5 separate regions of the Mus musculus genome follow, and all the other regions are linked to region 4. The links are chromatin contacts, called in public Hi-C and HiChIP or PLAC-seq maps. All regions are on one chromosome and are shown on one strand. Each heading gives the region's core, a stretch centred on a gene start, on an enhancer-like site or on the middle of the called end of the contact. The rest is flanking DNA. Distances are from core to core; before and after follow the strand shown. Region 1 holds the start of Mrps18a (mitochondrial ribosomal protein S18A). Region 2 holds the start of Abcc10 (ATP-binding cassette, sub-family C (CFTR/MRP), member 10). Region 3 holds the start of Tjap1 (tight junction associated protein 1). Region 4 holds the start of Hsp90ab1 (heat shock protein 90 alpha (cytosolic), class B member 1). Region 5 holds the start of Slc22a7 (solute carrier family 22 (organic anion transporter), member 7).

The links. A called contact is a pair of places that touch in the nucleus more often than the background predicts. HiChIP or PLAC-seq counts read pairs in DNA pulled down with a chosen protein or histone mark.
Region 1: a contact with region 4 is called in an H3K4me3 HiChIP or PLAC-seq map of embryonic limb bud, with 4 times the contacts expected there. The contact joins the promoter of Mrps18a here to the promoter of Hsp90ab1 in region 4. A contact is called at or near these places in 13 of 39 promoter capture datasets (the 3T3-L1 cell line, the C10 cell line, the HPC-7 cell line and 8 more), 1 of 484 Hi-C or Micro-C datasets (brown adipocytes), 15 of 115 datasets of contacts at active chromatin or transcription factors (the SCID.adh cell line, acute myeloid leukemia, astrocytes and 12 more) and 1 of 9 other capture datasets (adipose tissue).
Region 2: a contact with region 4 is called in an H3K4me3 HiChIP or PLAC-seq map of forebrain, with 4 times the contacts expected there. The contact joins the promoter of Abcc10 here to the promoter of Hsp90ab1 in region 4. A contact is called at or near these places in 10 of 39 promoter capture datasets (the HPC-7 cell line, cranial neural crest, fetal liver and 6 more) and 6 of 115 datasets of contacts at active chromatin or transcription factors (bone marrow-derived macrophages, fetal liver, forebrain and 3 more).
Region 3: a Hi-C map of natural killer cells shows a contact between it and region 4, with 8 times the contacts expected there. The contact joins the promoter of Tjap1 here to the promoter of Hsp90ab1 in region 4. A contact is called at or near these places in 6 of 39 promoter capture datasets (embryonic stem cells, erythroid cells, frontonasal cranial neural crest and 2 more), 2 of 484 Hi-C or Micro-C datasets (B cells and natural killer cells) and 3 of 115 datasets of contacts at active chromatin or transcription factors (large pre-B cells, microglia and pancreatic cancer cells).
Region 5: an H3K4me3 HiChIP or PLAC-seq map of stem cell-derived neural progenitor cells shows a contact between it and region 4, with 2.1 times the contacts expected there. The contact joins the promoter of Slc22a7 here to the promoter of Hsp90ab1 in region 4. A contact is called at or near these places in 2 of 115 datasets of contacts at active chromatin or transcription factors (bone marrow-derived macrophages and stem cell-derived neural progenitor cells).

The regions. Positions count from the first base shown.
Region 1 is chr17:46,109,645-46,112,344 of GRCm38.p6, forward strand. Mrps18a (mitochondrial ribosomal protein S18A) reads left to right here and starts at 1,360. Exons shown (of 6, transcript NM_026768.3): 1 at 1,360-1,485. The coding sequence starts at 1,374.
Region 2 is chr17:46,326,762-46,329,461 of GRCm38.p6, forward strand. Abcc10 (ATP-binding cassette, sub-family C (CFTR/MRP), member 10) reads right to left here and starts at 1,262. Exons shown (of 21, transcript NM_170680.2): 1 at 1,011-1,262. The coding sequence starts at 1,171.
Region 3 is chr17:46,281,734-46,284,433 of GRCm38.p6, forward strand. It overlaps Tjap1 (tight junction associated protein 1), which reads right to left and starts at 1,293. Exons shown (of 10, transcript NM_001252474.1): 1 at 1,227-1,293; 2 at 613-706.
Region 4 is chr17:45,571,979-45,574,678 of GRCm38.p6, forward strand. Hsp90ab1 (heat shock protein 90 alpha (cytosolic), class B member 1) reads right to left here and starts at 1,283. Exons shown (of 11, transcript NM_008302.3): 1 at 1,189-1,283. Gm35399 (a long non-coding RNA gene) reads left to right here and starts at 1,337. Exons shown (of 2, transcript XR_385595.1): 1 at 1,337-1,418; 2 at 1,519-2,700.
Region 5 is chr17:46,437,063-46,439,762 of GRCm38.p6, forward strand. Slc22a7 (solute carrier family 22 (organic anion transporter), member 7) reads right to left here and starts at 1,415. Exons shown (of 10, transcript NM_144856.2): 1 at 935-1,415; 2 at 261-364; 3 at 17-171. The coding sequence starts at 1,327. It overlaps Gm36541 (a long non-coding RNA gene), which reads left to right. Exons shown (of 3, transcript XR_385613.3): 1 at 1-380; 2 at 597-633; 3 at 717-1,018. It also overlaps the pseudogene Gm5093.

The DNA.
Region 1 (2,700 bases), core at 110-2,609, 540 kb after region 4:
CCACAGCCTTTTCATTGGCTGCGTGCTCTTTCTTCTATGTCTCGTCAGGGTCTCTGTAGGGGGAGAGATCAGGCATGACCGCCCATGGATGCTCACACAAGGTGTACATCCATGGGAAGAACTTAATGGGTCAGAATCCACTACATCACCCCCAACTGAGTGAGCTCCCTTTTATGATGCATGGGCTAACTGATTGTTTCCAGCTGAAAGGCCACATCTCTCAGCTTCCCTTTCAGACTACGAAGTCATTTCTACTCCTGTAAGGGGCTGTTGCCCATCTTCCCTTGCTGAGAATAAGCATTGTCCCTGCTAAGGACAAACTGAGCCTCTCTTTCTGTCTCTCTACAGCTGCCTTTAAATAACCTAGCATAATGGTGGTGCAGCAACCCGGGCTTTGACACCAAATGTTAGATCTCTTAGGCAGTGTAGGGAGACAGAAGACCGAAAAAGAGGCTAAAGCCTTTTCTCCGCAGAGAGGTCTGTTCATTCCAAAACAGTGAAGGACAAAAGAGGTGCCAATGTGGGAAACGCTGGCAGTGACTCTTTATAGGGGGGGAGGGGGGAGCGGTGTTGTTTCCATTCATAAAGAACTAGGGATGCCCTGGGCTTCCCAGGATGCAGCCACAAGGGTGACTAGGGTGGCCCAGCTTCGCATTCCTCTCTGCACTGGCGGACTGACCAAAGTCATTTGTAGGAATCCTGTCTCCTGACCAAAGCATTCTATAATTCCAAACCCTGCAAGAAATCAGGGAAGTGTATATAAACACAAAGATTGAAAGTGTGTATAAGGGGCTGGAGAGATGGCTCAGCGGTTAAGAGCACCAACCACTCTTCCGAAGGTCCTGAGTTCAAATCCCAGCAACCACATGGTGGCTCACAACCATCTGTAATGAGATCTGACGCCCTCTTCTGGGGTGTCTGAAGACAGCTACAGTGTAATTAGATATAATAATATCTTTGGGCAGGAGAGCAAGCAATGATGGCTCACAACCATCTGTACAGCTACAGTGTACTCATATACATTAAATAACTAGCTAACTAACTAAATAAATAAATCTTTTAGAAAAGAAAAGAAAGTGTGTATTAGCAACAAAGATCGGCAGGTGGGAGGGGTGGTCAACTGTATTCCACCTCTGATGCTGAGGGCCAGAGTCCTTACCATCCCAATCTGTCCTGACAGGTCTAGCCTCAGTCACAAAAGCTGCCCAGCAGGAAGAAAAACTAAGGAAACCGGGTGGCGTGTAATTTACAGACAGAGGAGGTGACAGAAACAGAAGGGATCGGTGACCACGAGAAACCCTCCCGCCGCACAGCGGCTGCGCACACCCCTGCTCCGGAAGCGGAAGTGCACACGCGGTCAGGTGCGTTCCAAGATGGCGGCCCTCAGGGCTCTGGTGTCAGGCTGCGGGCGGCAGCTCCAAGCGTTCCTGGCAGGCCCCGCTGCCACTGGCTGGTTATGGCTTCCAGCTCGCGGGTTGAGAGAAGGTGAGTCCCAGGACCCAGCGACCCCCGGGACTTGAGGAGAGCGTCGTGACACTTCAGCCAGCCGCGATGTGCCCCTCCCTCTCAGCGACTCTGAGACCCGGGAGGTGCGATCCCCCGCGGGCCGCTTAAAGGCTTTACAGACGCTGGCGGGGTGGCTTCACCTCCCGGTTCTCAGTGTCTTCCGAAAGTCAAGGAGAACTGAGAGAAAGACCTGGTCGTTTAAAGATCAAAGAGAAGAATGTCTCAGAGTTCAGAAAAGCTATAAAGGCTGAGTGTTAATTCTCCCATCATTTTCCAAATCGCCTCCTCCTTGGTTAAAGCATGCCGCCAAGCCCACCTTATCAATTCTTCTCTGAAAAATGTGTGATTAAATGGTCACTTTCTCTGCCTAAGCTACGGACTTGTAAGATAGCAGCCAAAGTGCAATGGCAGTTGAACAACTAAGACTTGCTAAATGTTAGGTCTGCATTTCATTAATATTAAATCTGGAAAGGTAACCAGATTCTAGCATCATCTGAGACCTTACTGAAGGTCAAACGCTGTGAGTCTAGCTGTAAAAGGACTGTAAAGGGAAAAAGCACGGCTTCCTTGGGTTCTAACGAGCTATGTATACATCCCCACCAATAAACGGAAGTTATCCGTTTGCATGAAAAAGTACAGTAAGATTCTGTAACCAGAAATAGCAAAGTCAGTTTGAAATTTTCATAAAGAGGATGCTCTTGAACAGGCTCGTAAAAGGATGGAGTTTGGCAGAGTGAAAAGGTCTTTCTGGATATAGTCTTTTCTGTATTCTGTGAGAAGCAGGAAAGGATAAGTGATGTAGATAAAGAAATGATGCGGGAAGGGACTTGTCTTTAAAATTGGCCAACCAGGGAATATTAGTTAAAACTGAGAAATAAGTTGGGCGTGGTGGCTCACAACTTTAATCCCAGCACTCGGGAGGCAGAGGCAGGCAGATTTCTGAGTTTGAGGCCAGCCTGGTCTACAGAGTGAGTTGACAACCAGGGCTATACAGAGAAACCTTGTCTCGAAAAACCAAAAAAAAAAAAAAAAAAAAAAAAGAATGGCAGATAGATAAACTGGGCAGTGGTAGCACCCCTTTAATCCCAGGAGACAGAGGCAGGCAGATTAAGTTCAAGGCCAGCCTGGCCTACAGAGCGAGTTCTAGGAGAGTTCTAGGACAGTTAGGGCTACATAGAGATAACCTGTCTTGAA
Region 2 (2,700 bases), core at 12-2,511, 750 kb after region 4:
GAGCCATATTTCTTTAATCCCAGTACTTAGAAGGCAGGAGCAGGCAGATCTCCTTGAGTTCTAGGCCGGGCATACAGAATGACACCCTATTTCAACAACACAAAACAACTCAACTGAGTCTGTTAAGCTCTTTGCAGTCCTAAAAAATGTTTATCTATAAACTAGACACTTTAGTTCCTTTTGTTCCCTCTCATGTGGCCCAAGCTGAGATCCCTCTGCCTCTAGAAAAGCTTAGACTAGACCACCCCTTTTTTTTTTTTTTTTTTTTTTTGACAGGCGCTCTCTTATTAGCCCTGCCTGGCCTGGAACTCACTTTGTAGACCAGGCTGGCCTTGGACTCACAGGCATCCATCCACCTGCCTCTGTCTCCCAAGAGTTGGGATTAAAGGCTTCACATGCCTGACCTGAGCAGGCTTGCTGTGGGTGTCTGTACTAACCTCTTCTAGGCTTTTGCTTCATTCTGCAAAAGGGACAGAAGGACTTAACTTGGCCATCCAAGAACTAAATATAAAATCAAGGCGAGTGTAGCACCAACACCTCACAACACAAAGCCAAGTTAGTTCTAAGATTTTGATTTCGTTACTCTTCTTCCTACAGCTTCTCTCCAGCAGAGTCTACATGGGCTTTTAGCCTAGGGATAGCAGGGCTTGCTGGATGGAAGTGGCGTGCCACTGGCCCTATACAAGCATCCTTTTTTTTTTTTTTTTTTTTTTTTTTTGCTAAAACGTTTATCTAAGTTTGCCTCCAATTCATGGCAGCTCCACTAGGACATTTAAAACTCTGCAAGAGAGATGCATTGGCAACTTTAAGGATATGACAGGCGCCGCACTCGGTGTTTAAACGCCTTGTGTCATTGAACCCGCTCAAAACTGCGGAGACTCCGAGAAGGTAGGTGGCTTGCTCAACTGAGTGCGAACAGTCAGCTTTTATTCTGCTTCTGCCCTACAGAGACCTCGCAATCCCAGGGACATCTGGGAGCGATGTGAGTTGGTGCCTCGTTGCAGTCTCACCTTGGGGTGCCCAAGTGGCAGGCACTGAGGACGGCGAGGAGCGCGTGGGGAAGGGCGCTGAGCACCAGCTGGGTGAAGCAGTGGCCCGTCGTGTCCCCTTCCCACAGCGGGAGCGGCCGCGCCGCGTCCGTGCCACACAGCTGGGCCAGGAGCCCCTCCATAGACACCTCACCCGGGCGGAAGCCAAGAGTGACAAGGCTCGGGGACTGAGTCCCCCGCTGAATCCCCGCCCCCTAGGCGGGACCGCCCCTTGCTTCCGCTTCGAGCTAGAGCCCGCCCATTCTTGAGGTACTTCCGGGGCTGGAGAGGAAGTCGCTGTCCCCGGGGCAGGCCAGTTTCTAGATCCTGGTACTTACGTTCACCCTCCTGTCTCCCGCACTTGGAAACCTAAGCGCCTTTGAGCTGTTTTAATATCTCAAGTGTTTGTGGGTGAGAAAGGACGCGCTGCCAGGTCAGGGTGCTGCGCCACGATGCTAGGGCCCTCTAGAGGCAGGAAGACCTGTTAACGGGTGCTGTTCGCAGTTTTTGGTTATTTTCGCCCATGGGGGTAAGGATGCTCTAACGCGTGCCAGCCTCTGCGCGTGCGTACAGCTCTGCCTCGGGGAGCTGTCCCGGGAGCGCGATGGTGTTTGCGCACGTTTCTGTCTTTTGGCTTGCGCAGTGACCCACCCAGTCCTGTCCTTGTGCAAATTCATTAAGACCCTGGCACGTGGAGCGCTCGCTCTCGCTTACCTATTGCATACTAGTTGACAAATGCACAGCGTTTAAAGAGCTGGAAATCCAAACATGCCTGCCACGCTGAGGAATGCTTGAGGACAAAAGGCTATTCCTGTATCCTAAGGCTACAAGATCTTGAAAGTATCCAACTTACTTGAGCCTTGGTTTTTTGTTTTTTGTTTTTTTTTTTTTTGGCTTTTTTTTTTTTCGATTGAGATGATAATACCAACCCAAGTATTGTGAAATTTGTATAATTTAAAATGTTTATGTCAAGGCCTTAAAATGTTTATGTCTAAAGCTGTGGCTCAAAGATTAAGAAGAGTGCTTCCTGCTCTTGCACAGGACCTGGATTTGATTTCCAGCACCCGTGTAAGAAGGCTCCAGCTCCAGGGATCCAAGGCCTTCTTGGTCTCTGTAAGCACCTGCACACACATACATATAAACTTTAAAAAAAAAGTGTTCAGGTCACGTGCTTTGCTTAGTCATTCCTAAATATTTCAGAGTGATGGGAAGAACGGAAACTTTTGGTTATCCAGATAGATGTTGGTTCGGACCCTGACCCACCAATTTTAGCAGCGCGATGAGATTAGTTTCATTTTAGCTTTATGTTTGCAAGGTGTATATTGGTACTGACTTCATGAGAGTGTTCAGTGTTGTGGGAATAGTTTGGGTTTTTTTCCCCCCAAAATATTTGCCTTCAGAAACTGAAGACCTTGAAACCAAATTAAAGATTTGAGACATTTAAAATTATGTACCTGTCTTGTTTCCCTACTGTGTATTCAATCTGTTTAAATTTATTTAAAAATATTTCTAGAAGAAAGTCCTTATTCCTTTCACATGCCATGTTTTCTGATATATATATATCCCTTATTAATCATACACACAGTACACAGATAAATGACATATTAGACAACAGAGACAGAAGGTACAGGGAGAGAAATGAATTCAAAATCTTTTTTTTTGTTGTTTTTTG
Region 3 (2,700 bases), core at 43-2,542, 710 kb after region 4:
AAAAGGAAAAAAAAATGCCAAAGCAGACATGCACCAGGAGTGAATTCGGGAGCTGCTCATAGAAATGACCTAAACGTCGGTGAACCCCATCAGAAAGTTGATTGTGACTCCCCATCGTCTGCCACCCACCGCAGGTCTACTACTTCCAGGCAGAATGGCACATTTGACAACTTGAGGGGGAAAATGGAAGAAGACATGGTAACACAAACAGGGAGCTGCTTTGTGACAAGAATCCGCCAGAATACTTTCAGCTCACTCTGCATAGAGAGTTCCAGGCCAGGAAGAGCTACCCTGTGAGACCCTATCTCAAAAAACAATAAACAAAACAATTAAGAAAGGAAGACTATTTTTAGTGGACCGTCTACTTGCCCAGAGTTGTTTATACAGCTGAAGGCAAGCAACACTCAACTCTACACCAGCTCCCACAAGGTAGCCAGCAGTCTTACCAAACACCAACTAAAGATCACAGTCAAAACAAAAAACAAAAAAACAAAAAACAAAAACCTCTGTAGAAGAGCAAGCAAACTTCTCGGATTAACTGATTCACCAAATCCATGGATCCTCTCCCAGGGAGATTATCGCTCAAAACCCTGCCTCTGCAAACCATCTTACCCGCTCTGGGGTTGGGCTGGGGCAAGTTGCTACCTCTTCTTTCCAAGCAGGCAATGTGATTTCTTCCAGTCCCTGGGGCCCTTGGGTCTTCAAGCTGAAATGGGGGCAGACGTTGCTATAGGGGCTATGGGTAAGGCTAATCTAAGCCTGGAAGAGGGTCACACGACTGGCTTCGGTCCCCTCCTTGGGAGACCCGCCCTGCACGCTCCACATCTCACTCCTACCCCTTCCCGACTACGAGAGCCATCTCCCCTCCCACCGGCCTGGGGGAGTCAGGCCTCTGCCTCGCGCTCCAGGCTTCCTTACTCTGAGAGAAGTAACTTTTTCAATCCGTGAGCGATTGCTCCTCCAGAAGCCGAACCACACCTATTTCTGGCTACCCCCCACCCCCGCCCCATCTCCTCCCCTAGGGCTGCCACCAAATTCCAGGCTCCCTCCCCTCCGCCCCCATCGGCATTTTTTTTTCTTTCCGCCTCCAACCCTCCTCCATCCTGGCATCCTAGTTCTCCACCTCGGAGCTGTTCCCTCCCTCCATCTCTACTCCATGCTAGAGTTCCGCAAACCCCCTCAACTCTCGCCACCCAGCGCGACTACTCAAAAATCCCACAACAAACTTTCTGCCGGGGCCTCTCCTTCAGGCAGCCATCTTGCCGCGGGGCAGGCCGGGTAGGGGCCTGGACCGCGGGAATCCCCACGCACCGGGCGCCGTGCGTCATCGGAGGGGCGGGCCTGGGGGCGGGGCCTCGGGGTAAAGCGTTAGGACTCCTGGTGATGCTGGGAAAGTGGGAATCTCCTCCTTTGCAGACCTGGTAAGGGAAGAAGGAAGTCGGTGTTGGAAGTAGGACTCAACAGTGAGAAAGGGGAAAAGGCTGGTACTGTGGGAAAAAATAGAGAACAACGCTTAAAAAATACAAGATGCTTCGTATACAAAGAAAAATACCAACACACCCCTCCACGTACCCCGACTCTCATTGCCACTCCCACCCATCAGGCCTCATTGGCTGGCCTTGGAATGTGAACTCACTTTGTACCTTGAACTCACAGAGAGCCTCTGGCTTCTGACTTCAGGGTGCCACACAAGGCAAAGGAAAATGCCAGCTTTTCATCTCAACGGAAGATAACGCACGACCCAGTCTCTACCACCCTTTTCAACCGTGCTTCCCACCTCTCCCAAAAGTCTTCAGGTTCTTAAATTGTCTTGTGTTATCAGAAAATCAAGCCTTGAGATCTGCAATCCAGTTCCTCCACTCAGGAGGTCAATTTTATACTGTTTTTGGAGGGAGGGGAGAGTCAGCCCAGGCTGACTTCAAATTCATTATGTAGCCCAGGCAAGCATCGAGACGCACCTGGTATTACGGGTATTAGACGGTAGGCCCAGTTTTCAGTTGCCATTCTTAAACTGTCAACGCTTCCAAAAAGCCTTCTCTTTGAAGCTCCTTTTACTAGACGGCTCTAACTAGTTACACCGAACTTTATAACAGATATCCTGTACCATAATTATTTATGAGTTTACTTTATGTGTATGTGCCCACGTCTCTGTATGTGCATGCAGGAGCCTGTAGAGGTCAGAAAAGGGTATGGCATCACCGGGAAATGGAGTTATAGGCAGTTGTGAACCACCATGTAGGTGCTGGGAGCTGACCTTGGGTCCTCTGCAAGGGCAGCAGATGCTCTTCACGGCTGAGCACCTCTCCGGTTCCAGAGTTGTTGTTTTACTTGCTGCGTCCCTTTGCCCTAACGTCTCTTCAAGTCAAAGAGCACGTGTGGATGTCCCATAGCAGGTGCACAGCCCACAACAGTGGTTAGGCAGCAGGTTTTCCTGGGGCCTGCTAAGCATGTTGAGGCTTCCGGCTTTCTGTTTCCTGTGGCTGGAATGTTCTCCTTCTAGGGAGTCACCAACAGGTGTGTCCTTGTTCAAATGATCACGTCTGTGGTCATTCAGGATCCCAGTCACACACACACACACACACACACACACACACACCCAACTGCTTCATTTAACGTTTACTCACATGGAGACCATTATTATCTGACATCATATTAAATCTTTCTTTGTTTACTGACCATCTGTCCTACTATCATGAAAAC
Region 4 (2,700 bases), core at 33-2,532:
TTTAGTCTGGGAAAGTATCCAACCCAAAGAGACAAGAGCAGCCATTTTCTTTAAAAAAGGACATTTAAGCTACAATGGCCAAGACAAAAATGACAGAAAAAAACCTAAAAGATGGGTTTTCCAGAACAGATGCCCAAAAGTCAAACTCTTGAACATTGGCATGTTCAGTGCATAGCTCACTGACTCTGAACAGAACACCTGGCAATATGGTAAAAATCCAGACTAAGTTAACAATACATAAAAAAGAACCTCAAGCAACCCCTGGTACTCACACCCCTTAACTACAATCTCCTCATTGGGGTGAGGAACAACTTTAACAGAAAAAGCAGTCTTTTTTAATTTTTATTTTATTCCACCCAGCAGGGCAAGAGAACCTTGAAGCTGTAGTCTGGGAGGCGCTCACGGGGCAATTAAATCAGGACAAAGAAATCAAGAGCTCCACCGTGACCACTCACTGTGCAGACTTGCATAGGCCGGAACCCAAGTAAAATGGTGGCCCAGCCGTCCAACGACCCTCGTCACTGCCGGACATGCGTCGGCAGGAGCCACACGGGGAGGGGGCGCCATTGAAACCCTCCCACCGCCCCAGCATCCGGGCACTGGGGCGGGGCGCCCAGGCTTCCAGAACAATCTGAGCTCCGGGGAGGGGAGGAGAAAGGGAGGGACCTAGGAATCTTCTCGTGCCTGCTCTGTCTCTCCTCCCCCGCCCTCCACTGGGAGGGCAGAAAGATCTGGAAAGGGAAAGCGCGGTGGGTTCCGGCGTCCCTGCTGTGCACCCCTCCCCAAAATCAAGCACGTTGGTACCGGCGGCGTCCGGGGGAGGCAGCCAGGCCAACCTCCCCAGGCCTTGCTGAGTCACGCAGAGCAGCCCGCCACCGCGCGGACCCTGCAGCCGCGCCCGGAAGTGGAGGGCAAACATGGCAGCGTCCCGGGTCGGCGACTACCACGTGCGGCCGCCCACCACCTGGCCGGGCCGCACCCCCACCCCACGCTCCGGGGAATCCACCCGCCCCGGGGAGCCTCGCGTGCAAGCCCGCCGGGGTACAGCCCGAACCTCTAACCTCTAGACACGTTATCTCCACAGGCTGCCCCGCCGGGGAAGGAGGCTTTGGGACAGATGAGATGGAGGCTGGGACCCCGGGAAGAAGCCCCCGGAGAGCCGCCGGGGACGAGAGACCCCGGCCTTACCTTGACGGGAAAGCCGAGTAGTAGTACAGAGCAGGGTGGTGGGCCCGGACCAAGTCCGACTCGCACGGCAAGCCTAGGCTGCGCGGGGGTGACTCAAGAGAGCTCCCGAACGCCCCCGACCGCCCTATATAAGGCGAAGCACAGCCCGGGCCCCGCCCTTGGATCCCTCCGCCTTAAAGGAGTGGCTGCGGGCCACGCACCTGCCGCCGCCCGCCCACCTTGACGTCATGGTAGCAGATCGTGGAGGGGGCGGGGAGGAGCGGGACCCCGGGCCTGGTTCCTGAGTCAAGGCCAATTCAATATCGTTTTGCACATCCCCCATTTCTGCAGGAGTAGGACATGTCCCCCCTCAAGATGAGCAGGGAGCATGCATATGCAATTAGGGATGTATCTGCGGGCGAATACCCTACGGACTGCCTCAGAAAACTCAAGGTAGGCGCTTCCACCCCCCCACCCCCCAAGAGTCCAGAACTCAGGGGACTGAAAGAGAATGGAGGTGGCCAACTCGGCTGCCATTTCCAGACCCGATCTTACTAGAATGTTCCCTACAAATCGCACATCAAGAGAAAAGGATGATAAATTCCTTGTCCAACTTTAAGGAGGCCCCCGATTCCCCCATCCCCACCCTCCCGGGTACAGCACAGCTTCAGGCTGGGAGCCGCTTTCCCCGAGGGGAGGGGCACGGGCCTGGGCTGGTAGGGACTCTTTGGCGGCCTGCGGCGGAAGGATCAGCAGCGGTGGTGCTGCGATTTCTTCCAGCAGTTTCTAGGCCTGTCTCGGCGGTCTCCACCCCTCCCCCCTAGGCTCCACCTCCCCTGCTGCGGCGGGGGCAGTGTCTTCGTCGCCGCTTGGCTGGGTGGCTTTTTTTTTTTTTTTTTTTCCCCTACCTTGATCTTACCCTGGGAAGAAATTTTCCCCAAGTCTGCCTACCGTGGGCCAGGGTTGAACGACCCTCCACGCGTGGCCCTAAGAGGCCCACATAACAGTGGGGGAGTGGAGCGCAGAGGGAGGGATAGCTGACCTGGATCGGTCACAGGGCACGGGGGCTGTGGGGGTGAGTGACTGCGGACACCTTCTAGTGAACAGAGAACCGAGCTAGCAGCTTGCGCTACTGGGTAGAACACTCCCCACCCCTCAGCCTCCCCGGTCTCCCACGTACACAGCGCGCGGGTACGTGCGCCCTCCCTATGTGAGCACAAGCTGTTTCTCAAGCTGGTTTCGCTTCTCTAGCCTCTTCCCTACTGCATGCAGCTCTTTGGACCTAGAGAGGAGCAGGTCCCAGTCTTTTCAGAGAAGCTGGAGTTCTAGGCATCCGCATGAAGGTGCTGGTCACAGGTTGGCCCAGTTCCAGGAGCCAGAAAACCAAGTTGTGCCAGTGCCTCTGTTCTAAAGGTGGCCTGCCATGTCCTTCAGCTGGCAATCTAGCCTTGCCTTTTTCCAAGGCTGCATCTGGAAGCTTGTTGGACTGATGAGCCCTCCAGTAGAGGATGGGCACTCAGTGCTCTGCTATCT
Region 5 (2,700 bases), core at 165-2,664, 870 kb after region 4:
CCAGGCCTCGCCTCACCCAACGGAAGTACAATGATGGTAAAACCAGCCAGGGCTGAGCCGGTGAGCATGCGGGTGGTGACAAACATGATGTAGTTGACCGAGGCTGCAGACATCAGGCCCAGCGCCAGGGTGCTCACGTAGGCCACCAGCAGAAGCCGGCGCCGGCCAAACCTGCCAAGGGCCATGCGAGGTCAGGTCCCCACAGGGATGCCCAGATACAGGTGATGAGGCCTGTCCCCAACACCGGTCCCTTATTTCACCTGTCAGACAAGTATCCGTACACCACAGCCCCCAGCAGCACGCCGATGAAGAAGCACGTGGATGTAACTTTGTTCAGGCCTCTCTGCTGACACACCAGATCCCACTGCAGAGACAGGCGGGTAAGTTGTCGGATCTGTAAGAGCCCCTCTCCAGCCACGATGTCCCTCCTCTCCAGACTCCCAGGCAGCCCTGACCGTTTCAGAAGATTCCCCCATCCCTAGCTATCAACCTCAGCACTAGAAAGGGAAGACTTTGCCTCTCCCTAGTCCTAGAGCTCAGTGCTTTCCCACAGAGGTCCATCACGGCCACCAAGGAATCCTGTTGTCTCTCCGCAGGGAGACTCCACCCACCCTTCCTCTCGGGATGACTCAGGTAAATCTCAGACCTGGGACAGGAATGAGGCAGAGGGGAGAAAAGGATGGAGGCTTCCACAGTTTCTCTATCTTTTACTACAGAGATGTCCTTTTCAGCCTCTGTTCCAACTCCCTGGAGCTGCCTTAGCCCTTGGGTAAATTATAGTAAACGAACTGAACCCAGCTTTAAAGCTACAGGCTGGTCTCCACACGGGAATGAAAGTCCTTAGAGTGCAAGAAGGTTCTCTCCGGTCCCCTGCCCCCAAGGTAATGGCTGGCTCAACCCACTCACATATCCCGCACCCTCTGGGCTTGGGTACCTCAGTTGCAATGGTGGAAGAGAATTCTGAGCGGTCGTACTCCCAGCCCTGGGAGCAGGGCACTGTGAGGGGCTCACCCTCAGGCTCCCCAGAGTTGTACACCTCTGTTCCCAAGGTGACATTGGGAAGAGCCTGGGGATAGGCAAAGCGGAGGCAGGAACTAAAGCTGCCGTCAGTCTCCCGGGGTAGATGGGTTTTCAGCCACAAGTCCTGGTGACTGAGGTTGGCTGGGGCATCAGGCAGGGCACAATGATGGGCAGGCACAGCAGCCATGAAGATGGGCAGGAGAAAATGCATCGGGAGCAGGAATCGGGGCAGGGCCAGCAGCACCAGATTCCGCAGTTGGAAAGGCCCAAAGCCACCCACCTTGTGCAGCAGCTCTTCGAAGCCCATGCCCTCCACCCACCAGGTGTGCCTCTATAGTACCTAGGATCGGTCAACCTGCTTGCTACATGTGCCCTTGGACTCTGGAGGTGGGAATAGTTGTACTGATGAGTGCAGAGTCTGTAGCCAGAATCCAGCCCCCCAGAGGCTGGCCCAGACCTGGGCCCTCCCACATCATCTACACATCAATGGATCCTACCTAAGGGGAAAGGCCACCATTCCTCAGAGGTCCTGGTGTACTCTGGCCTTTACACATTGGAGCTCAGAGAACAGGTAGCAGAGCCAAGGGCTGGCATAGGAGGGCAGCCAGGTGTGGATTGAGTGAGGCCTGAGCTACTGATTAGACCTTCAGGGCTATGTAAGGTAAACAGGTCCCCTGGGTATAGTGCCTGCTGTCCTGGGTAGCCTTTGTCCTGTGAAACTTTAGGTCAGCCAGCCTTGTCTATTTGCAAGCACAGCACAGTTTGACTCACAGCCCAGGACTCAGGATGAGGGCTGGACTCCCCTTGGGTAAGGGAGCCTCTGATAAACCCCAAACTTTCCCCATAGCCCTTGGCCATGTCTGGAATGGACGCCCTAACCTAAGTGACCTCTGAGGTGACCTCTGAGACTGTGCTGGCCCTGTGTGGGGGTCTCAGGAATTTTCTTTTTTCTTTCTTTCTTTCTTTTTTTTTTTTTTAAAAAGATTTATTTATTTATTATATGTAAATACACTGTAGCTATCTTTCAGACACTCCAGAAGAGGGCACCAGATCTTGTTATGGATGGTTGTGAGCCACCATGTGGTTGCTGGGAATGGAACTCAGGGCCTTCGGAAGAGCAGTCGGTGCTCTTAACCGCTGAGCCATCTCTCCAGCCCAGGAATTTTCATCTGCAGTCCAGTCTGCCTCTTTAAGAGCATCCTGGATGACGTTTCCCAGGGTTGCAAAGAAGAACCTGGAAGGTTAGGGAAGGCCCGAGGCTTCTGCGGGGCTAAGTGCCAGCAAATGAGTGCATGGTGATTGGTGGGGAGGGGCGTCTCTGTGGATGACCAGAAGGTTCGCTCTACAACTGATTGTGGTGCCGGTGCCGTCATGCTGAGTTGTATAATTTGAGTTGAAAATTATGTAACAGTTGCATAAATTATAGAACAACAAAATAACTTTTTTTTTTTTTGCATTTCTGAGAAAATTTTATTGGCTTTTTGGAAAAAGTTGATTTTCCAGGAAGGATGATCCCATCGTACTTCTGCTGGAACCAGCGCGTGGCCTCCTCCTTGCTGATTCTGTGTTTGGCCCCAATGCAGCCTGTTCTGCGCTTCTTGTCTGCGATGCTGAACCCTGGCCTACCCAGTACCTCATAGAAGTCCAGGCCGTAGATCCCAATGCTTGGGTCGTATTTGA